4 separate regions of the Sus scrofa genome follow, and all the other regions are linked to region 1. Evidence: chromatin contacts called from public HiChIP or PLAC-seq data. All regions are on one chromosome and are shown on one strand. The core of a region is the stretch at or near the end of the contact, and the rest is flanking DNA. Distances in the headings are between cores, read along the strand shown.

Region 1 (5,618 bases), core at 732-3,231:
GGCTCCAGGGAGCTGGGGGGTGACTGTCCTCAGAGGGCACCTGCTCCCGTCATGCAGGAAGCTAACAGAGCGATGGGCAGGGCGGGAGGGGAGCAGAACTGGGATGAGGAGAGGGTCAGGCGGTGGGGCCACTGGAAGGTTCAGGTGGAAGCCACCTAGGACTGGAAAGGTTCTAGGCAGACCCGCAGGTTCTCTAAGAGGAGAGGGCAGCCAGAAAGGCACTTCTTTGCCAGGTGCCTGGAGCATAGATTTAGGTCTGAATGACTCAGCTCTTCAGGGCCAGGGACAGTCCCCACCCCCTGCTGGAGTGGTAGGCTGGTTGCTTCCCCCACTGGTCAGGACAGGATAGGAAACGAGGTTCTCAACCAAAGTTGCCACCTTTTTTGTCCCTTACCTGTTTATAAGCACTGGTCCTGGGCGGCCCTGCCCAGACAGGAGTCTGTGCTGGCTTCTCCCAAAACCAATCTCCTATTTGAGGCTTACCTTTTGTTAAGGACCATTATAATTTCTTTAACAAGAAAATATTAAAAATAAAAAACATTGAGATATTTTTGCCTTGATGTTTAAGTTTTTTAAAATGTTTAGTTGTATACTTTGATACAAGAATTTGTTTCTAAGCCATAATTAGGATACGTTTACAACCATTACCAGCTACTTAGTGGCTATTAGGTAAGGTAAAGATTTCATTTATGAGAGAAGACTATTTTAAGGAGCTGCTTTCTTTTGTGGAATTTCAGATTTAGCCACTGGATATTTCTCTGTGTTAGTGATGACATTAATCTCCCTAAAACTGGATAGTCTTCATTTTAGCTAAACAGATTCTTAATCCTGTTCACTGTTGGTTCATCTTTGCTTTGCTTGGTTCTGTTGGAATTAGTAGTATCTGTACAATCACATTGTGGTAGCACTACCACTTACCTCTGATGTTGACTATTAATGCCCTTTCCTTTTATGTTTATAAATTAGACTTCGTGGTTTGCAAAATAACCCTAGTGCAGGACTGCTAAAGTTGGGAAGTTCAAATTGGTTGGGAAAGAGTGCCTCACAATTTCAGGCTCAGAACAGCACTTAGCAGCGAAAATCGCCAAATCACCTAATCAAAACAAAAATTATTCTGGCAGTTTCAAGGGATTCTTTTTTTTTTTCTTCTTCTTCTTCTTTTTCCTTTATAGGGATGCACTCGCAGCATATGGAAGTTCCCAGGCTAGGGGCTGAATCGGAGCTATAGCTGCTGGCATATGCCACAGCCACAGCAATGTGGGATCCGAGCTGCGTCTGTGACCTGCAGCACAGCTCATGGCAATGTCGGATCCCCGACCCACTGAGCGAGCCAGGGATGAAACCTGCATCTTCATGGATACTAGTTGGATTCGTTACCACTGCGCCACAACAGAAACCCCTCAAGGGATTTTTTAGTTGACCTGAAGCAGAGTTCACAAAATAAGTGTCATCCACCAATTCTTTTTTTTTTTTTTTTTTTTTGGCCACGTCTACAGCATGCAGAAGTTCTTGGGCCAGGGATCAAACCTCTGCCACAGCAGTGACAACACTGAGTCCTTAACTGCTAGACCTTAACTGCTAGGCCATCTGACAATTCTTTTCAATAAAATGTAGCAGCCACTGTGATAGGTTTTATAAAAGTTGCAGCTCCCTTAAATAAAACCAAATTCTCAAAAAAAAAACCCAAATTCAGAGGAACTGGAAACAAAGTATAAAACACAATAGTAGTCGTGACACAGTATGAATTTGATTTGTAAATGGGCCCTGACTGTTTGCTGATTTCTGGAAGGAGGGGTTTTGTCCTTGAGCTGTGCCTTTTTAAAATTGGAGCAGAGCCCATGCGTCCAGGCTGGTTTCCGGGCCTTGTGGAATAAATACCGCGTTAGGCAGGCTCTTCCTTGTGGTTGAGTCATGAAGGCTTCTGTTTGGGGATGTTGGTCGTGTACAGACATGCTTCCTGTTTCAGGGCTGCTGGAGAGCGTCATCGAGTGGGAAAAGCACAGCTGTTGCAGAACTGAAAGTGAAATTGCCTTAACCAGCGTTGGCCCTGACCTTTGAAATCACGGCTGGGTGGGAGATTAAGAACTGAAGTGCAGTAGCCTCTTCTCCAGCTGTGACACATTCCTGCCACTTCTTTTTCTTGTCCAACCTGGGGTGGCTGCCCCCGCTCCCACCAGGGTTGTAAACATGGCCTTTGGTTGCATTGGTGTCTGCAGTGGGTTGCTAATTATAAAAGTCACATGTCCTACGCTTCACCTCAAGAGCATCATCTGACTTGGATGAGTTACATCGGCCGGCAGAGGGGGGCCTGGGAGCCGGTCCTTGTGCATCACTGGCCACCGTGGCCTCTCCCTGCCTGCTGGAGGTGGGGCAGCATGGGGAGCCCGGGTCCAAGAAGCAGTCGGGAAGCAGTGCTTGCAGAGACTGTGTCTCCAATTCCCAAACATAGCTGGCATCCCTTTGGTTTATTTTTCTTAGTTGTGAAAATTGTGTCAAAAATACTATTTTGAAACCTCAAGTTTTCTGTAACTGAGAAGTATGTAAGATAACATCTGAAGAGAAATTGGGTATAAAAAATCATCTCAGGGAGTTTCCACTGGCACAGCAGGTTAAGGATGTGGTGTAGGTCACAGCTGTGGCTTGGATTCAGTCTCTGGCCCAGAAACTTCCATATGCCTTAGCCAGGGGGAAAAAAAAAGTCATCTTAAGCTTTAAGGGCTGAATTGGATGTGATACATGATGGTTTGCTTGCTTTTAATTAAAAATTGAAATTAATTTATATGAGTAAATTATTTTAAAATATTTCCTCTTCCACGCTATTGACAACATGATAAAGTCACTTTTTGTGAATGCTAAAATAATTAATACAGTAATTTCTAGATTGAGACTAAGGCTATTTGAAATCAAGATTGAGTTTCCTGTGTTCTATGTAAGAATTTTCCCCAAGATAACGATATGCTTTTAAAGCCTTTCATTTGTTTAGTCATTATTAGTAGTAAATTATTTTTTTTATTTTTTTTTTTGTCTTTTCTAGGGCCGCACCCGCAGCATATGGAGGATCCCAGGCTAGGGGTCTAATCAGAGCTGTAGCCGCTGGCCAACACCACAGCCACAGCAACGCGGGATCCGAGCTGCATCTGCGACCTACACCACAGCTCACGGCAATGCTGGATCCTTAATCCACTGAGCAAGGCCAGGGATCGAACCCGAACCTCATGGTTCCTAGTCAGATTCGTTAACCACTGTGCCACGACAGGAACTCCAAGTAGTAATTTTTAAATGGGTGTGTTTTTTGTGTGTGGTTTTTTTGTTTGTTTGGTTGTTTTTTAATATTTTTTTTTTGGCCACCCCCAAGGCATATGAGTTCCCGGGCCAGGGGTCTGACCGAGCTATAGTTGCATCTTAAGCCACAGCTGTGGCAACACCGGATCCCTAACCCACTGTTGGGGTCAGGGATCAAACTTGGGTCCCAACGCTCACATGATCGGTTGCACCACAGCGGGAACTCCTTAAAATGGTTGTTTATGCTACACCTGTGGTATAATAAAGTCTTACAGGAACAGCACACTCTGCCTGGAGAGTTCAGGGTAAACCCTGGTGTAGGTGACTCCGTGGAAGCGCAGAGCTACTGCGATGTCCCCGATATCGGCGAACTTCTGCTTTCTCCTTTTGCATTTAGTGATAGCAGGGGTTTTTTTTGTTTGTTTTCCTGATCATGGTATAAAAATGTACACAGAGGATTATTTTAGGACAGATTGCATTGTGACTGATTTTGCTTCTTTTTCATCTGTTTTATTTACAGGTGTTGACTTTAAAATCAAAACTGTAGAGCTTAGAGGAAAGAAAATTAGGTTACAGATCTGGTAAGTGGGGGCTCTGTGCCCAGTTGCTGTCATGTCTGTTTAACCATCCACATGCTTGTCTAATGAATTAACTGTCTGAGCTGGTGCGTCTCTCCTGCGTTTCCTCTCCTCCCATCCTGTTCAGATAAAATGAACAGAGCTTCCTTCACAAGAGAATTTAGAAAAGAGTCTGCTTGCGTCACACCCTGTTTGGGCCCGGGAGCTGTGGAGAGGGGTTAATTTCATGACACTTTCCTGGGAGCTGGTTTGGAGACCTTAGTCTTTAGTTTCGATCATTGGACAAAACTGTCATCACGAAAGCAATTGATTTGCACAAATGCTCTTCATGTTTTTAACGTTACTCTGCGAGCAGACAGGGAAGCCCCCGTGGACAGTGTCCATGTGGCTGCAGCTGTGGCCTTAGGGACAGGACTGTCCCTGCCCATCAGGAACGTGTGAGAGACTAAACCGGCTGGGCTCTGGCAGCCCGCAGGGGGTCCGGGGCCCTCTGGAGGAGGGGTGGGGTCCTGAGGATGGCCTCTGTCCCTAACACCCATAGTGCAGTGCACTCAGCTACTAACTCCTCTCGGCAGGTCGGCCTCAGCTCTCAGTGTGTGTCCACCGTGTGTGTGTGTGCTTTCATCTGCCTTCATTGCTGCCCGTCTGTGGCGTCATCGGTCACCTAACGCTTGGTGTCAGTGCCATGCCTTCATGCCTCATCCGTGTCCCTGTTGGTGCCTCTGCCACCGGCCGTGTCAGGTAACACCTTCATTGGTCATCGCTGACTGTTTAGCCCACCTGAAGGATGTAGGGGCTGTTGGTTGCTTTTTGTCTAGTATTTATGTTTTTCATACTTTTGTCTCGGCTTGATTATGAAATGTTTACGGTCTTGCCTAAATACTCTATAACAAAAAATGGACATTTCTAATTCTTTTAACCCATGATTGGAAGAGTGGCACGCTGCGCTGTGTGCGTGGCTGCCCAGTTTTTGTGCCCTGGAAGTGACAGCAAAGTGTCGTTCACGTGAGCTGCAATTTCTAACTCTAAGCTCTTTAAGGTCAAGACCATCTTTGAGGGAGTTCCCATCGTGGCTCAGTGGAAACGAATCTGACTAGTATCCATGAGGATGTGGGTTTGATCCCTGGCTTTGTTCAGTGGGTTAAGGCTCCAGCGTTGCCATGAGCTGTGGTGTAGGTTGCAGACATGGCTTGGATCTGGCATTGCTGTGGCTGTGGTATAGGCTGGTGGCTACAGCTCCACCCATAGCCTGGAAACCTCCATATGCCACGAGTTTGGCCCTAAAAAGACAAAAAAAAAAAAAAAAAACATCTTTGAAAGGATTCCCTGGGGGTGTCCACCTCTGTATCTGGCACCTGGGGGGAGGTTGCCTTGTAAAGGGGATGCAGGTGATGTGAAAATGTGAGGCTTACTTCCTGGATGACCGAGTGTGCAGATGGTGACACTGTGGCCTGACTGAAAAGTATCCATCCTTCAGCCCCATCTCTGGACGCAGTGGCCTGATTCACAGAGGCCCATACCTCCAGGTGTCCTGTGCCCTGGAACTCTGCCCACCAAAGGCCGTCTCTGCCGGTGAGGTTGGATCCTCTGACATCTGTCTTTCCTTTGAGTCTGATCTAAGAGGCCTACTTGGTGGGTCCCACTCCACAGGGACAGGTGTGACAGATCGGTCCCAGGAGACACACAGAAAGCTCCGAAACCACATTTCTCTTAGATGTAAAAGCACCACTGCCCCCCACCAGTCCTCACACTTTGTCC
Region 2 (5,589 bases), core at 932-3,431, 290 kb after region 1:
GGAAGGGTGACAGATGGCCGGATGCCCTCATTTCGCAGATCCCTCTATATCTGTGCTACCTAAAAGCATTTTAACTAGCATCAGGCCAGACGTGTATTATCTTTTGGTTACAGCACAAGTTTCTAGAATCCCAGCTTAGTGCCCGGTCCCTGATGTCATAGCTGCTAATCCTCTGTGATGGCTCTTATGCACCTGTTGAAGTCGGCTGCTTTCAGGGCTCAGTGAACTCTGCTTCCTTGTACCTTGTTTGGCCTTGGATTTTCCCCAACATGAGCTCTTTGGCTTGGAATGTGCTTGGCTCTTTTTTTTTTTTTTTTTTTTTTTTTTTTTTTTTGTCAGTCTATTTAAAGACAGGAGAATGAACTTGGAGAGGGTAAGTAACAGCAATACAGGAGACTTGAGATAGAGATGGAATTTTTGTCATTGATCCTAGCCATCAAAAGCAGTCATTAACCTTGTTTTGTTGCTGTTCTGTGACAGGCTGGTAGAAAAGCACCGGTTGATTGAAAGGTTCAGTGCAGTGGGGGACAAGCCAAAAGATTTGGTTCAATGCTTCGATTCTGACCTAGGAACATAACCCAAGTGCACAGAAATCAAACAAGCATAGTCCACGTTCATATTTTTAAGCTCAGCTGCAGCACTTCTGTCATGTCAGAGGGTCTTTAAGGCTCTATTTGTCCAATAACTGTTCATTTGGAAGAAAAGGATGCATTTAAGTCACGGGAAGTCTTTAAGCAGTAGAATCTTTCTTAGTTTCTTGAAAAGTTTCCAACTTAAGTCATTTGTGGCAGGGGGTGGGGAGATGTGGATTGTCACCTTTTTCCATTTCTCCTCTGATGGAATTGATCTCTTTTTCTTCAGAAGGAAATGATTAGACAGAACAAACACAGAGGACTCCAAATGTTGAAATTAGCAGGCTCTTAAATTGCATAGAGTCAAATTTCTTAAAACTTAAGTCCTGGAGTTCCCGTCGTGGCACAGTGGTTAACGAATCCGACTAGGAACCATGAGGTTGCGGGTTCGGTCCCTGCCCTTGCTCAGTGGGTTAACGATCCGGCGTTGCCGTGAGCTGTGGTGTAGGTTGCAGACGCGGCTCGGATCCTGCGTTGCTGTGGCTCTGGCGTAGGCCGGTGGCTACAGCTCCGATTCAACCCCTAGCCTGGGAACCTCCATATGCCGCCGGAGCGGCCCAGGAAATAGCAACAACAACAACAACAAAAGACAAAAAGACAAAAAAGACAAAAAAAAAAAAAAAAAACAAAAAACTTAAGTCCTACCCGTGTTGCTGAAAATAGAGCCAAGAAATCCATTACCTCTTGGCTCTCCCCCCCCCCCATTTTTGTAGGTATTGTTATCACTTCCTCTACTGTGAAATAATCTATTACGCAAATCCCACTGGGAATGGCTTCTCCATCATCTTCGGCTCATCACGGCTGTCAGGGCGGAGCTCCCTGGGGTCCACGCTGAGCCTCTGCCTGGAAAGTAAGGAGCTGTGAGCCAGAGAAGGTGTGCTGGTATGTGCTGGTTGCCGTCCCCACCACAGCTGTGCATCACTGAGACAGTTCAGGAGTCTTGTGACCTATGAGGTCATGACGTCACCTCAGAAAAGACATCCAGGCGTTGATGTATTTTTCATCCTTTTTTTTTAAACAGAAACACCAACCATGTTTTAATGGCCATAGAGTGAATAAAATCTTTTCCCCTGGTGACAATTATTTTTGTTGAGTTCGTAGGGTTTTTTGTTTTTTTTTTTCTTTTCTTTTTTGTTAGGGCTGCACCCACAGCACATGGAAATTCTCTGGCTAGGGGTCAATATGGAGCTGCAGCTGCCAGCCTCCACCACAGCCACAGCAGTGTGGATCTGAGCTGCATCTGTGGCCTACGCTTTGTTGCTCATGGCAACAGCAGATCCTTAACCTAGTGAGCGAGGCCATGGATTGAACCCACATCTTCATGGATACTAGGCGGGTTCTTAACCTGCTGCCCTACAAGAGAATTCAAATTTGTAGTTTTAAGAGAGATGGGGGGTACTGTTTCCCCAAGGAAGGCAGGTGGAGATGAATCTTCTCAAGAGAGGAGCAGATAAAATGTAAACTTACAGCATGAGGAACTTGACCACTCATCCATAACAACCTCCACTCTACAAGCTAAGAGTGAAAGGCGTCTCTCATTTATGAAATAGGGAAGTGGCACAATGTACAGCAGAAAACCAGAGCTTTGAAACTGAAGAATTTTCACTGGCCATAGTCGGGGGTGGGGGGGGGTGGTCAGTGAAAGCCGACAGGCTTTCTCGAACTATGATTTTCAGCCAATATCATGGACTGAGCGGACATAGAAGGGTCTCATTGCCCTTCGCCACCATCTCTCTCTAAACACATATATCCCCCTAAAACAGAGGTAAGAGCAGAACCCAGCTTACTTAACTTAGGAAAGGAACCTGTAGCCAGAGTGGCAATTAAGAGCAGAAGCAGGTGGCCTGGGGACATCAGACTCACATAAACATCTTACCCCTAGGAGCTGAGATTTTAACACACACACTGAGGGGATTTCCTGTCGTGGCTCAGCAGTTAGCAAACATGACTAGTATCCATGAGGATGCAGGTTCGATCCCTGACCTTGCTCAGCGGGTTAAGGATCCAAACCTTAACCAGATGTTAAGTGGGTATTGCTGTGAGCTGTGGTATAGGCCAGCAGCTACAGCTCTGATTGGACCCCTAAGCTGGGTGCGGCCCTAAAAAGCAAAAACAGACAAACGAAAAAAACTTCTATACTGTCAGGAATCTCAAAAGCACATCCCTTTCATAAACTTAGGAGTAGAAAATCTCTCGCTATTTTCCTGAGGAAGAAACAGGATGATTGCCGTCCACTCTGGTTCCTAGATAAAAAGAGCCTCCCAGAGCATGCCAAAGTGGAGGCGTGAGGTCTGAATTTACAATTTGGATTTGGTGAGAAAACCCCCAAGCTAAGAAATTAATAGAAAGATTCTTCTGATCTGGGTGTTTGGAACCACCAGTAATATAGCAGAGGTCCATGGAAAACTGTCCTATAAAGACATTTCTTGGAGTTCCCACTGTGGCTTGGTGGGTTAAGGGCTCAACATAGTGTCTGTGAGGATGTGGGTTTGATCCCTGGCTTCACTCAGTGGGTTAAGGATACAGTGTTGCTGCAAGCTGTGGCATAGGTCACATCTTGGATCAGGCGTTGATATGCCTGTGGTGTAGGCCTGCAGCTGCATCTCTGATTCAACCCCTGGCCCAGGAATTTCCATATACCTCAGTTGCGGCCCCAAGAAGAAAAAAAAAAAAATTCCCTGATTCTTGTTATAAAATGAATTATGGAGTTGCCGTCATGGTGCAGCAGAAATGAATCCATCTAGGAACCATGAGGTTGCGGGTTTGATCCCTGGCCTTGCTCAGTGGGTTAAGGATCTGGTGTTGCCATGAGCTATGGTGTAGGCTGGCAGCCTGAGAACCTCCACATGCCGCGGGTGTGGCCCTAAGAAGAGACGAAAAGACAAAAAACGAACAAACAAAAACGAATTATGTGCTCCCATCATTCATATATTGAAGCTCTGGCCCCCCAACATGACTGTAGTTGGAGACTGAGCCTGTAAGGATGTAATTAAGGTTACATGAGGTCATGGGGTGGGTCCCCGAACCTATGGGACTGGTGTCCTTGTACGAAGAGGAAGGGACCCCAAGGGTGTACACAGAGGAAAGGCCACATGGACACAGGGAGAAGGTGGCTGTGTGCGAGCCAACGAGAGAGGCCTCAGGAGGAGTAGCCCCGCCCACACCTCGAGCCTGGGCCTCCAGCCTCCACACTTACTCACTTGAGGAAACACCTGTATTTGAGTCCCAGGCTGTGATACTTTCCACAGCAGCCCAAGCAAACCACAGTGCCCCTGGATACACGACGCCCTGAGCACCTTCACTGAAGGTACACTCACAGGAAAAATGTACAGACCCCACCAAGGAAGAGAATCACAAGGAACAGCCAACAGGAGACTGCACTCTTCAAACTGAAGGTAATGGACTAAGCTGGAAAGGCTTATTAACCAAGTTTGTTTAAAATATTTAGAGGGAAAAGAAGATATAGAAACCATAGTCAAGTATAGGGTAACATGGGAAAAGAACACATGTTTTTGAAAAGGAACCATGTATAAACTGTGGGAACAAATGGTATAGTTACTAAAATTAAAAGCTTGTAGGTAGGAAAATAGTACTTTAGACCCAGCTAAAAAAGAAAATTAGTGAATTGAAATATAAATCTAAAAAAACAAAAAACAAAAAAACTGGGCGTTTCCACTGTGGCTCACCGGGTTAAGAATTTGATTGCAGCAGCTCAGGTTGCTGCTGAGGCTGAGGTTTGATCTCCGGCCTGGTACAGTGGGTTAGAGGATTGGGCATTGCTGCAGCTGTGGCATAGGTCACAGCTGTGGCTTGTATTCAATCCCTGGCCCAGGGAACTTCCATGTGCCACAGGTGCAGCCATAAAAATAAAAAATAAAAAATAAATTGAGAATAATAGATAATTTGTTAAAGTAATGGGAGGAAGGCTAGGCAAAGAAAAACCAAATCAATTCAATAAAAGTCAGGACCTGGGGAGGTGGAGGGGGGCACTGTGGTAAATGGAAAACGCAAATAAGATGACAGGAAAGCATCCAGTCCAGCAGTAAACAACACAAAGGTAATTGTGTTTGTCTATTAAAATATGGAGACTCTCAGACTCCATTTACAAAAGCAGCTAGCTGTGGCTGTATACTTTGTGGCTTGCGTTTTTAAATGAGAAGTTAGTCTGCTGTCATTCTTATCCTTTTTATTCTGTATACAATGTGCCTTTTTTTTTCTGGCTGCTTATAAGGTTTTTTGTTTTGCTTATAAGTTTTTTTTAATTGTTGGTTTCAAGCAATTTGATTATGAAATTATAGTGGCACTTATCCCTAAGCTAGTCTATAGATTTAATACAATCATAACAAGTTTTATTTTTTATTTTTTTTTTAGCGATTTTATTCTTTTTTTTTTTTGGTCTTTTTTTTTTTGGTCTTTTTTTTTTTTTTGCTATTTCTTTGGGCGGCTCCCACGGCATATGGAGGTTCCCAGGCTAGGGGTCGAATTGGAGCTGTAGCCACCGGCCTACGCCAGAGCCACAGTAACGCAGGATTCAATCCGCTTCTGCAACCTACACCACAGCTCACGGCAACGTTGGATCGTTAACCCACTGAGCAAGGGCAGGGACCAAACCCGCAACCTCATGGTTCCTAGTCGGATTCGTTAACCACTGCGCCACGACGGGAACTCCCATAACAAGTTTTAAAAAATAATTTTGATAGAAATTTATATGCTTATTATAAAATTTATAAGTATAAAATGACCTAAAATAGCCAAAACAGCTTTTTTAAAAGTTGAAAGACTTTTAGAACCTGATTTATACTATCTGATTTCAAAGCTTATTATAATTCAATAATAATTGGGATAGTCTATTAAGACAAATTGATCAATGGAACAGATTAGTGTCCAGAAATTGATTTACACGTATATAATATGGTGGATTGATATTTTTAAATGATTTTTATTTTTTCCATTGTAC
Region 3 (5,895 bases), core at 2,851-5,350, 370 kb after region 1:
AGTTATCTATTGCTGCAAACAAATCTCCCTAAAACTCAGCAGTTTACAGCTCAGTGGGTTAAAGATTCAGTGTTGCCGTGAGCTGTGGCATGGGTCACAGATGCACCTTGGATCCCACATTGCTGTGGCTGTGGCCTAGGCCTGAATCTGCAGCTCTGATTCAACCTTTAGCCTGGGAATTTCCATATGCCTTGGGTGTGGCCCTAAAAAGACACACACCCCCAAAAAAAAAAAAAAAAGAGAGAGAGAGAGAGAAAGGTCTTTCATGTATATCCTGCTCTTTTACTAATCATGAGGATATAGTTCACATTCATATTTTTGAGCCCTCCCCTCATATGAAAGGGGAGGAGCTGGGTGCTTAAAAGAGCACTAAGTATGAAATACTCTCCCTACCCTCAAGGATCACATCATCTAGCTGGGCTGTACAATAGATATCATTGTTCCTCTTTTCAGGAAGAATATGGGGTGGGAAAGACTTTAGAGCCTTTCCAGGTAGAAAATCCAGGTGAAAAATGAGAATGGAAATCAAGCATAAGACTAGAAATAAAATGTTGGAATCAGAGTTCCCCCTGTAGCAGCACCAGGATGCAGGTTCCATCCGTGGCCCAGCACAGTGGGTTAAGGATCAAGTGTTGCTGTAGCTGCAGCATAGGTTGCAACTGCAGCTCAGATCTGATCCCTGGCCCAGGAACTCCATAGACTGCAGGGCAGTGAAAAAAGAAAAAAAAAGCCAGAATCAGAGAATTGAGTTCCTGATTTACGTCTCTGCCAATTACTAAAGATGGCACTTTTAACACTGTGTTAGAAGTGTTCTGTGTGACTCCATCTACCCTCTCCACTCCTTAGGAACAGGGAGAGTTTCCATATTAGTTATCTATTGCTGCAAACAAATCTCCCTAAAACTCACCAGTTTACAGCAAGATACATTTATTATCTCACAGTTTCTGTGAGTCAGGGATCTGGGCACAGCTTGCCTGGGTCCTCTTTCTCAGAGTCTTTCACAAGCTGAAATGAAGATGTTGGCAAAGATTTGAGCGAGTCTCATCTGAAGGCTCAATTGGGGAAGGATCTGCTTCCAAGTTCACATGGTTGTTGGCAGGATTAAGTCCCTCATGGGCTGGTAAACTGAGGGTCTCTGTTCCTAGACTTTCCTAACCTAATGGTAGAAGTGACATCATTGCCTTTGCCATATTCTACTGGCCACACTTAACAGGAGGAGATTATTTAAGGCCATGAATGTAAGGAAGTTGGGGTGGTTGTGGACCATCCTTTTTTTTTTCTTTATAGGGCCGCACCTGTGCCATATGGAAGTTCCCAGGCTAGGGGTCAAATTGGAGCCGCAGCTGCTGCCTATGGCATAGCTCACAGCAATGCTGCATCCTTAACCTACTGAACAAGGGCCAGGGATCGAACCTGCAACCTCATGGACCCTATGTCAGGTTCCTAACCCACTGAGCTGCAGCAGGAACTCTGAGGGGAGGCATGTTATAAGTCTGCCTGCCATGATGTACTTACTTATACTAGGTGCTCAGTAATGTTTGTTATTTTGCATCTTTATTATTTCTAAAAGAACAAGTTGCAAAACTGCATCACCGCAAAAAAGAAAAGTTAGATTTCAAAGGGGTGAACCATACAATAGGAGAGTTTGGGGTTGTCCATTCCATTCTCTTCAGTGGACTGATCTACTTAAGAATCTAGTCTCTTTTTTTTTTTTTTTTTGTCTTTTTGTCTTTTTGCTATTTCTTGGGCCACTCCCGCGGCATATGGAGGTTCCCAGGCTAGGGGTCCAATCGGAGCCATAGCCACCAGCCTATGCCAGAGCCACAGCAATGCGGGATCCGAGCCGCGTCTGCAACCTACACCACAGCTCACGGCAACGCCGGATCCGTAACCCACTGAGCAAGGCCAGGGATCGAACCCGCAACCTCATGGTTCCTAGTCGGATTCGTTAACCACTGCGCCACGACGGGCTCTCCTAGTCATGTATGAATAGCTGGACTGTGAGCTCCTTGAAGGCAGGACTGTGTCCTTAATCTCAATATCATCAACACCTACTGTCCCCTTCCCTGACATGTGAAAGGAGCTTGGCAAACACTGAACAGATTGAACGGATCGAGGAATGGTTTAGTGAATAACCAAGTCTGTTCTTCTTAGGATTTTTTCCACCCGGGTTACACATTTCACAAAATAGTATGCCAATTTAGGAAGTAGTCACGGAAAGAGGAAGCTTACTATTGAATCTAAGCAAATATTTGATTGAATGAATGTCAACAAGGCAGTCCCCACGTTGGCGCTGGCGACTACATTTTTCAAATGTAGTACCTTTCAAAATGCTAATCTGAAAGAACCTGTAATGTGGACAAACAGAAACAGTATCCAGTAAAATCTGCACTTGCTGTTACCACGAGATTGATCTTTATAGCACATTCATTGAGCAAGTAGAATTTAGAACCTAGGTTTATCTAAGGAGGTTCACTAGCAAGAGTTGAGGTGCTGCATATACTCTAAGTTGAAACTTCTCACAAAGAGTTTGAGCTGGAGCTTTGCAGAAGAGTGAATCTGTGTGAAAATCAGATCAGTGCAAACCTTTCTCTATGCAATGTAAACTATACATTTTTGCAAAGCCCTTGGAAGTATGAGGTTGCAGTGGGGTTTAAGAATGTGCTGTTGTTTACTTCAGATGAAATGCTGCTTAGAAAAGGAAGTACTTTTTTTTCTTTTGAGGGCTGCACCCGCAGCATATGGAATTTCCCAGGCAAGGGGTAGAATTGGAGCTGCAGCTGCCGGCCTACATCACAGCCACAGCAACCTGGGTGTCTACAATCTATACTGCAGCTGACTGCAACACCAGATCCTTAACCCACTGACCAAGACCAGGGATCAAACCCACATTCTCATGGATACTAGTCAGGTTCTTAAGCCTCTGAGCCAAGATGGGAACTCCAGAAAAGGAAGTTCTTTTATTCAGAGAAATTAATCTTTGGTCTCAGAACTGATATTGAATTTTTCATTTCTCTCTCTCCCCCAAACCCCCTCTATTTTTCTCTCTCCATCTCTATCATTTCCTCTATCTCAAGGAAGAGTGGTTTCCTGATTCTGTACATATAAGATATGTATGCAAGGTCACAAATATTACTGGCCAATTCAGCCTTCTTATCCTGTTTTGGGTGATTTACACCATGCATATTAATACTCACATTCCTTAGATGTTGATGGATGAGTAAGAATCAGATTGTGTTTTTCATAAGAACAACAGGGGGGTTCCCGAGAGCTACAAATTCTGCAAAACAAATCCCTTAAGTAAATAATGGAAAATGATAGTTTATTTTAAGTCCTTTGAAACGTTGAAAAATGATGCAAAAGGAAAGGGCTCATCTGTTCATAGCCAGCTTTTGACCTTTGACTATATAAACACAAGAAACACATGAGCTCCAGCTAGGACACAGCATTGCCACTCTGCTATCCAGATGAACAAAACAAGCCTTCCCATTAAGTGTTGTGGAGCATACAGGAGCACCATTCCACAGAACATTACATTTATTCTTTATTTTTAAAGAAGAGGGCAGTTATTAAGAGCTTGGCCCACTCAGTAATTTTTTTCAATCTTTAAAGTGAGGGTATTCATAGTTCCCATTGTGGCTCAGCAGGTTCTCTGAGGTTGCAGGTTCAATCCCTGGCCTCACTCAGTGGGTTAAGGATCCAACATTGCCATAAGACGCAGTGTAGGTCACAGATGTGGCTCAGACCCGATGTTGCCATGGCCATGGCGTAGGCCTACAGCTGCAGCTCCAATTTGACCCCTAGCCCGGGAACTTCTATATGTCACAGGTGCAGCTGTAAAATAAATAAATAAAGTGAGGATTGGACCAGATTTTTTCAAATGCTCTCAAATGCTGACACTGGGCTGCCTCAGAATCCATACAACCACTAGCATCCTTCCACTGGCCTGGAACCACAACCCTTTATTGTCTGGACATTAACAACCAGAGTCAACACACATTATGCAATCTTGCCCAAATTGAACTCCTCCCACAAAGGACCATGAAGGCCCAGCCCCAAGATCAAGTGCCTTTGTTACCACGCCCTAAAATGACTCAGTAGGAAGTGGGCCCCAGAGGAAGTAAGGACATGTCTCCTGTGACCTTTCCTATTTGCAGGATCAGTGTAGGAGGTTCATTATTTGCATTGGGGCCTTTCAGCTGCTCTCCAACAATACTTATCTTTTACCTCTTTCAGATAAAAATGTGCCTCTGAGAACCCTATTTATGGCAAATCCCTAGGTAGCCTCCAAATGTCCATCAGCACTAACTCCCTGAGTTTAGACTTGGGCAACTCCTTCCAAATGCCATTCATCTTGCACATACACTCTGTATTATAATCATTTCCCTGCAGAAGTCTTCCCAGAAGGGCCTATCGTTTTCTGCATTGGTATTTTCAGAGCCCTGCTGCCTAGCACATAATAGAGGCTGAAAATACATTTGTGCAACATGTGAATGAATGAAGATCTTTCCTGATCCTTTTCACCCTATTCTGACCACCTCATCACGCAGCTTAGGCTATTTATACCAACCATATAAGAAAAGCAAGCAGGAATTCCCATCGTGGCTCAGTGGTTAAAGAACCTGACTAGCATCCGTGAGGACACGGATTCAATCCCTGGCCTTGCTCAGTGGATTAAGGCTCCAACGTTGCGGTGAGCTATGGTGTAGGTCACAGACATGATCCCATGTTGCTATGGCTCTGGTGTAGGCCAGCAGCTACAGCTCTGATTGGACCCCTAGCCTGGGAACCTCCGTATGCTGCACCTTTGGCCCTAAAAAGCAAAAAAAAAAACCCAAAACCAAAATGTTAATTAAAAAAAGTTAATTAAAATAAATTAGGACAGTAAAGAAAAAATGCAAACCACCTTCAATCCCATCAAACAGAGAGAACTCTAATATTTTGATGTGTACCCTTCTACATTGTTTTCTGTGCACATACAAAAAGCATGGTCATGTTATACACGACATTCTGTAAAATTTTTAAATTCGACTTAACCTATCATGGGCTTTTCTCCTTTATGATAAATACTGATTATTGTTTATTGTTTTTATTTTTTATTTATTTATTTTTTGGCCATGCCTGTGGCATGCAGAAATCTCTGAGCCAGGGGTCAAACTGGAGCCACAGCAGTGACAGTGCCAGATCCTTAACCAGTGGAGTCACACAGGAACTCCTCCTATTATTTTTAAATTTGTGGCCATTGTGTGGCTGTGCTGTAATTTGTTTAATCAATTCGCTATTGATGATGATCATTTACACAGCTTCCAGGATTTCACATATTATGAATAACACCATGAGATACATATGATTTTGTAGACTTTTCCAATCATTTACTTAGAATAAATTCACAGAAGTAGAATTGCTGGATAAAGGGTTTACATATTAAGAAACTGAATACATATTGCCAAATTACTTTCTGGAGAGGCTGATCTTATTTGCATTACTACACTGCTGGATAAAAAATCAGTAATGTATTCCACACATTACCAATACTAGCAATTAGCAGTCTTAAAATTTTGCCAATCTACTAGCCAAACATTATATTAATTGTTATTTAATTACTTTGATGATTTGACTGGAAGCACTGATCAAATTTTAAGAGAAAATTTCACTTGACCCATGTAAGCCATGAGGATTCAGTCGCACATTAGGGAAGTAACAAGTCACCTGAATTTATTGTTATTATTATTATTATTTTGTCTTTTGTCCTTTTAGGGCCACACCAGTGGCATATGAAGGTTCTCAGGCTAGGGGTCCAATCGGAGCTGTAGCCGCTGGCCTACACCACAGCTCATGGCAACGCTGGATCCTTAATCCGCTGAGTGAGGCCAAGGGTTGAACCCACAACCTCAT
Region 4 (5,488 bases), core at 2,569-5,068, 270 kb after region 1:
GGACATGACAGGCTGTAGGGCAAGGACAGGAAGAGTCCACGTTTTGGCAGTGTCTCCAAATTTACCCTTTCCAAAAATTCCACTTTTTCCTGGCTTCCGTGTTGGCAGTGAATTTTACTAGGAAGGGTACCATATGCTCTAGTGTTTCTGAAACCATCCCAGTTTCTAATTTTTGGTTGCACCCATGGCATGCAGAAGTTCCTGGGCCAGGGATCAAACCTGTACTATAGCAGTGACAATACCATGGGCTTAATCTGCTGTGCCACCAGCCTCAAATACTTTTGTCTTTGTAATCCATTAATATGCCCTAGAGGTTGGAGATCCTGCTGTGGTGTAATGGGTTAAGATTCTAACTGCAATGGTTTGGGTCACTATGGAGGTTTGGGTTTGATCCCCAGCTTGGGGTAGTAGGTTAAAGGATCTATGACAGCTGCAGCTGTGGCATGTGTGAATCAGATTCGATCCCTGGCCCACGGGAACTTACATGTGCACAGGTGTGACCATAAAAAAAAAAAAAAATGCCCAGAGGAATTCCCTGGTGGCTCGGCATGTTGAGGATCCAGCATTGTCATGCTGTGGCTCTGGTTGCTGCTGTGGTATGGGTTTGACCCCTGGCCAGGGGACTTTTGCATGCCCTAGGCATAGCCAAAAAAATGCCTCAGAAATTCCAATAATTTGGCATATAAACTGTATCTATCAGACAACTTCTCACTTGAAGGAATGATACAAAAATTCATTTTGAGAGCCAGTACTTCGATTTTTGGTTGAAACAATTCCCTTGGCCTTCATATACCAGAGAACTATATGAGGAGGAGGTTTCTTTCTGCCCCAGGAAATTCGAGCTGAAAGAGCAGCCCAGAAGTCACTGCAGGCTCTTTTGCATGCATGACCTAACTGAGTCACCAGTGGTACCATCCATCCTTGAGCAGAAAGGTTTCTGCTCTGCTTGCCATTGATTAGCATGTCCTAGGGTCTTATGATATGAACATTTCAAGCATGGAAATGTCACTCTGCCTCTGAGTAGTTTGCTTAGAGAGATGTGCCGCTTGCTTTTCCAGTAGCTGATGGGTCACATCCGGTTTTTCAGGCTAGTCGCTCCCTCTGTTCCCAGTGCAGGAAGAGTGGCCAGTGGGCCACCTGGGAGTCTGGAGGGCATGGTGGAGCCAACCACTCAGGCCTGGCCATCCAGGGTTGGTCCCCCAGTCTGAAGCACCGTCATCAGGGTCCAACCTTAGAGTGAGAGCCTGAGCCCTGTCAGAAACCAGATGCCCCAGGAGCCCCATGCATTAAATTATAAGCCTTGGGAGTTCCCGTCGTGGCTCAGTGGTTAACGAATCCAACTAGGAACCATGAAGTTGCTAGTTCGATCCCTTGCCTTGCACAGTGGGTTAAAGGATCCGGCGTTGCCGTGAGCTGTGGTGTAGGTTGCAGACGTGGCTCAGATGCCACGTTGCTATGGCTCTGGCGTAGGCCGGCGCTACAGCTCCAATTGGACCCCTAGCCTGGGAACCTCCATATGCCACTGGTGTGGCCCTAGAAATGGCAAAAACAAAACAAAACAAAACAAAAAAAAACAAAAAAATAAAAAAAATAAATAAATTATAAGCCTTCAGCCCTGGGCGAGATGTGATAGGGTGACTTTCCAAGTGGCACCTGCAGAGAGGGAGGCCAGGAAAGAATGAGGGTGGGGTAGGGAGTGGGTGTTCGCTAGAAGAATGCAGCATGCCAAGGACAAGGGACTTCCGGGTAGAGAGGGTGTGACCGCACAACGCAGAGCCTCTCTTCTGTGCCAGGCACTATACAAAATGCTTTCTGTGTATTTTCTTTTTTCTTTTTTCTTTTTTTTTAGGGCTGCAGGTGCAGCACATGGAGGTTCCCAGGTTAGGGGTTGAATCAGAGCTGCAGCTGCCAGCCTATACCACAGCCACAGCAACATGGATCCAAGCATGGCAGCTCAAGGCAATGCCAGATCCTTAACCCACTGAGCAAGGCCAGGGATCAGACCCACATCCTCATGGATACTAGTCGGACTATGTCCACTGAGCCACATAGGAACTCCTCTTTTTTTTTCTTTTTAGGGTTGCATCTGCGGCATACAGAACTTCCCAGGTTAGGGGTCAAATTGAGCTACATCTTCAGACCTACACCACAGCCACAGCAACATGGGATCCAAGCCACATCTGTGACCTATGTTGCAGCTCGCAGCAATGCCAGATCCTGAATCTACTGAGTGGGGCCAGGGATCACACCCACATCCTCAGGGACACTATGCTGGGCTCTCAACTTGTGAGCCACAATGGGAACTCCCACTTTCTGTGCATTTTCATCTGTTTTAATTTCCTCCATGATCCTGCTCACTTTATAGGGGAGGAGAACTGGCCAAGGTGGCTGGTGATTTCCCCGGGGTCGTGCAACTGGGATGCAACGAACCCAAGACTGCTTCTAAAGCACCCACCATCCCACTCTCCCAATCGGCCTGGGTCACAAAGCCCTTTTTTAAAGAAAAACAATAGACATTTGCCTCTTGCAGTTCTGGAAGCTGAGAAGGCCAAGTTGGAGGCCAGCGGGCCTGGTGTCTGGTGAGGACCCTCTTCCTGGCTTGCAGACACAGCCAGTGCTAACGTAACCTAACAACTCCTACCATCCCACCTTGTTGGTCCAGACTCTGAGCTGGCAGAGGAAACAAGTAGGAGTTGAGAAAACAGTATGGCAGTGCCTCCAAAAATTAAACATAGCATTACCAAGTGATCCAGCAAGTCCACATCTAGGTAGAGACCTAAAAGGATTGAAAGCAGGGGCTCAAACAGAGTCCACACAGTTCATAGTAGGATTGTTCACAATAGCCAAAAAGCAGAAACAACCCAGTGTGCACCAAAGGATGAATGGCTAAATAAATGTGGTCCACCCGTACAATGGAATATCATTCAGCCTTTAAAAATGAAGGACATGCTGATACCGGCTACAACATGGAAGAACCTCGAGGCCATTATGATCAGTGACATAAGTTAGTCACAAAACAACAAATACTGCATCATTCCGGGGAGCTCCCTGGTGGTCTAGGGCTTAGGACGCAATGCTTTCACCACTGCGGCCTGGGTCCAATCCCTGGTCTGGGAACTGAGATCCTACATCAAGTCACCGCATGCTGTGGTCAAAAAAAAAAGTTATGTATATATGTTATATGATCCCATTTTTTTTTTTTTTTTGGCTTTTATCTTTTTAGGGCTGCCCTTGCAGTATATGGAGGTTCCCAGGCTATGGGTCGAATCAGAGCCACTGGCCTACAGCACAGCCACAGCAATGCCTGATCCGAGCCGTGTCTGCAACCTGATCATGGCAACTCCAGATCCTTAACCCACTGAACGAGGCCAGAGATCGAACCTGCGTCCTCATGGATACTAGTCAGATTTGTTTCGGCTGAGCCATGACAGGAACTCCCTTATTCCACTTCTATGAAGTGTCCAGACAGTCAAATTTCTAGAGACAGAAAGTAGGATGGTGGTTTCCAGGGGCGGTGAGAGGGAGGAGTGTTGGGGTCACCAATCGATGGGTACTTTCAGTTTGGGAGGGTGAAATGTTGTCAAGATGGAGATGAGGATGGTTGCACAACATTGTGAATGACCTTAGTGACACTGTGCTGAGCACTCACAAGTGATTAAAAGGGTAAACTGTAGGGTATGTATATTTCACACCAAAAGAAAACCTTACAAGGGCAGGACTTTAGACTTTGCCCTTAAGCATCCTCTTTTATCAAGAACAAAAGCATCTCCCCCACATTATGCTATTCTGCCACGTGGTCATGAGATGAGCAAAGCTGGCGGGGGGAGATGCCAGACTGAAGAAATAAATATAAACTGGTGGAAGCAGGCTGTCTCAGCCCCTTGAGAAATTGACTGGTTTTACCGGTTTAGCAGAAGGGGAAATTAAGAGCTGAAATAACCTGACTCAGGCCTCACAACAAGGGAAATCAGCCTTCTGTGGCCGAGGCTCCCAGCCTTGGCTGCCCTGGCAGGATTTACCCTCATCACACACTTACAAACACATGTAAGAAACAGGAAGGATGCAGTGGGGGAGCTGGTGTGCATGTGGACACATACTTGCCCAAAGAGAAAAGCATGGGGATGATTTATACACAAGATTTCTCAATTTATTTGCCCAAAGATTGCAGAACCAGATGCTTGGTTCTTCCCACAGGTGCTGCATGTCAAGCTTTCCTGCCCTCTATGCACCAGAGGTGGACCTGTTTCCCAGCTCCTAACAGAAGGACACATTCCTGCTGAACAAGGGAAAAGATGTGACAGAAATAAAACTCACTCTGTGTTCCTTGAGCCCCTACTAAATGCCAGAGACTGTGTTCACCCAGAAACACAGCTGAGAAGTAGCCACACTTAAGTGCCTGCCCTCAGATGGGGACACAGATGTCATACTAAGGGAAGCCTGAATAGCAGGAAAACACAGGGGATTACAGGGGGCTACAGCCCAGGGTGACAGCGAGTCTGAATAGCTCAGGGAGCAGGTAGGATGGCTCCTCGGGGCTCAGAGCAGCAGAATCCCCAGGAGATGGAGAGGCAGGTGGTGCCATGGGCTGAAGGTTTGCATCCTCCCCAAACTCAAACATTGAAACCCAACCCCACCATGATGTATTAGGAGGTGGGGCCTTAGGGAGGGGGTTAGATGGTGAGCCCTCTGGAATGGGATTAGTGTCCTTCTTAAGGAGACACATCACCCCTCCCACCATGTGAGGACCAGTGAGAAGATGGCCATCAGGGAGGGAGAAGACCCCTGCCAGACACTGGGTCTGGCCGAGCCTTGGTCTTGGACTTCCCAGCCCCAGACTGTGGGAAAGAAAGGTCTGTGGGATTTGTTAGAGCAGTCTGAGCTAGGATAGGCAGGGAGGTACATATATAGATGGATAGCTAGTTAGATGGATGGACAGACGGACAGACAGACAGATGAATAATGATTGATAGACAGATGACAGAAAATGGATATATGGATGATAGATGGATGATAAATAGATGATAGATGAAGTGACAGCTAGGTAGGTAGATAGATGATAGATAATAAATAGATGACAGATGGATAGAATAGGTAGATAAATAGATATAGATGATAGCTAGGTAGGTAGGTAGATAAGATAGATAGATATGTGATAGATAAAGATATATAGATATTAGATAAATGGATAGGTAGGTAGATAAATAGACAACAGCTAGACAGAAGTATGGATGATAGCTTTGTTGGTCGGACGGGCCTCAAGCACTTTTGGGAGCTGCCTAAGGAGCCGCACCTGCTCGTCCGAGGCTGACGCTGAGGCCCACAGGGCAGACACTCAGGGAAGGAAAGACCATGGAAAGAAAGCAGGGGAGAGAGGAAGCCCTCTTGTTGGGTGATGGGCCCAAGCCAGGCCTTTGTCAAGGACCAAACCCACAGCTGGGCAGGGGGAGGGGGAGGAGCTGGAGGAGGGTCCAGGGAGGCAGAGCGGTGG

The links. HiChIP or PLAC-seq counts read pairs in DNA pulled down with a chosen protein or histone mark.
Region 2: a contact with region 1 is called in an H3K27ac HiChIP or PLAC-seq map of alveolar macrophages. The contact joins two enhancer-like sites. A contact is called at or near these places in 1 of 5 promoter capture datasets (liver), 4 of 47 Hi-C or Micro-C datasets (alveolar macrophages, psoas muscle, retroperitoneal adipose tissue and 1 more) and 2 of 2 datasets of contacts at active chromatin or transcription factors (alveolar macrophages and skeletal muscle).
Region 3: an H3K27ac HiChIP or PLAC-seq map of alveolar macrophages shows a contact between it and region 1. The contact joins two enhancer-like sites. A contact is called at or near these places in 1 of 5 promoter capture datasets (liver) and 1 of 2 datasets of contacts at active chromatin or transcription factors (alveolar macrophages).
Region 4: a contact with region 1 is called in an H3K27ac HiChIP or PLAC-seq map of alveolar macrophages. The contact joins two enhancer-like sites. A contact is called at or near these places in 1 of 5 promoter capture datasets (liver), 3 of 47 Hi-C or Micro-C datasets (alveolar macrophages, retroperitoneal adipose tissue and skeletal muscle) and 2 of 2 datasets of contacts at active chromatin or transcription factors (alveolar macrophages and skeletal muscle).

What each region holds. Positions count from the first base shown.
Region 1 is chr6:99,227,479-99,233,096 of Sscrofa11.1, reverse strand. RAB12 (ras-related protein Rab-12) reads left to right here. Exons shown (of 6, transcript XM_021096067.1): 2 at 3,803-3,863. Among named protein-coding and RNA genes, the nearest start is that of RAB12, 14 kb to the left of the region's middle. Within about 2 kb of position 1,981, at least 54 of the 83 cell types and tissues checked have an H3K27ac peak or open chromatin away from gene starts, as enhancers often do. A contact at or near this core is called in alveolar macrophages and retroperitoneal adipose tissue, where this site is marked.
Region 2 is chr6:98,941,468-98,947,056 of Sscrofa11.1, reverse strand. No RefSeq gene overlaps it. Among named protein-coding and RNA genes, the nearest start is that of NDUFV2, 92 kb to the right of the region's middle. Within about 2 kb of position 2,181, at least 4 of the 83 cell types and tissues checked have an H3K27ac peak or open chromatin away from gene starts, as enhancers often do. A contact at or near this core is called in alveolar macrophages and retroperitoneal adipose tissue, where this site is marked.
Region 3 is chr6:98,860,421-98,866,315 of Sscrofa11.1, reverse strand. No RefSeq gene overlaps it. Among named protein-coding and RNA genes, the nearest start is that of NDUFV2, 11 kb to the right of the region's middle. Within about 2 kb of position 4,100, at least 8 of the 83 cell types and tissues checked have an H3K27ac peak or open chromatin away from gene starts, as enhancers often do. A contact at or near this core is called in alveolar macrophages, where this site is marked.
Region 4 is chr6:98,962,996-98,968,483 of Sscrofa11.1, reverse strand. No RefSeq gene overlaps it. Among named protein-coding and RNA genes, the nearest start is that of NDUFV2, 110 kb to the right of the region's middle. Within about 2 kb of position 3,818, at least 15 of the 83 cell types and tissues checked have an H3K27ac peak or open chromatin away from gene starts, as enhancers often do. A contact at or near this core is called in alveolar macrophages, where this site is marked.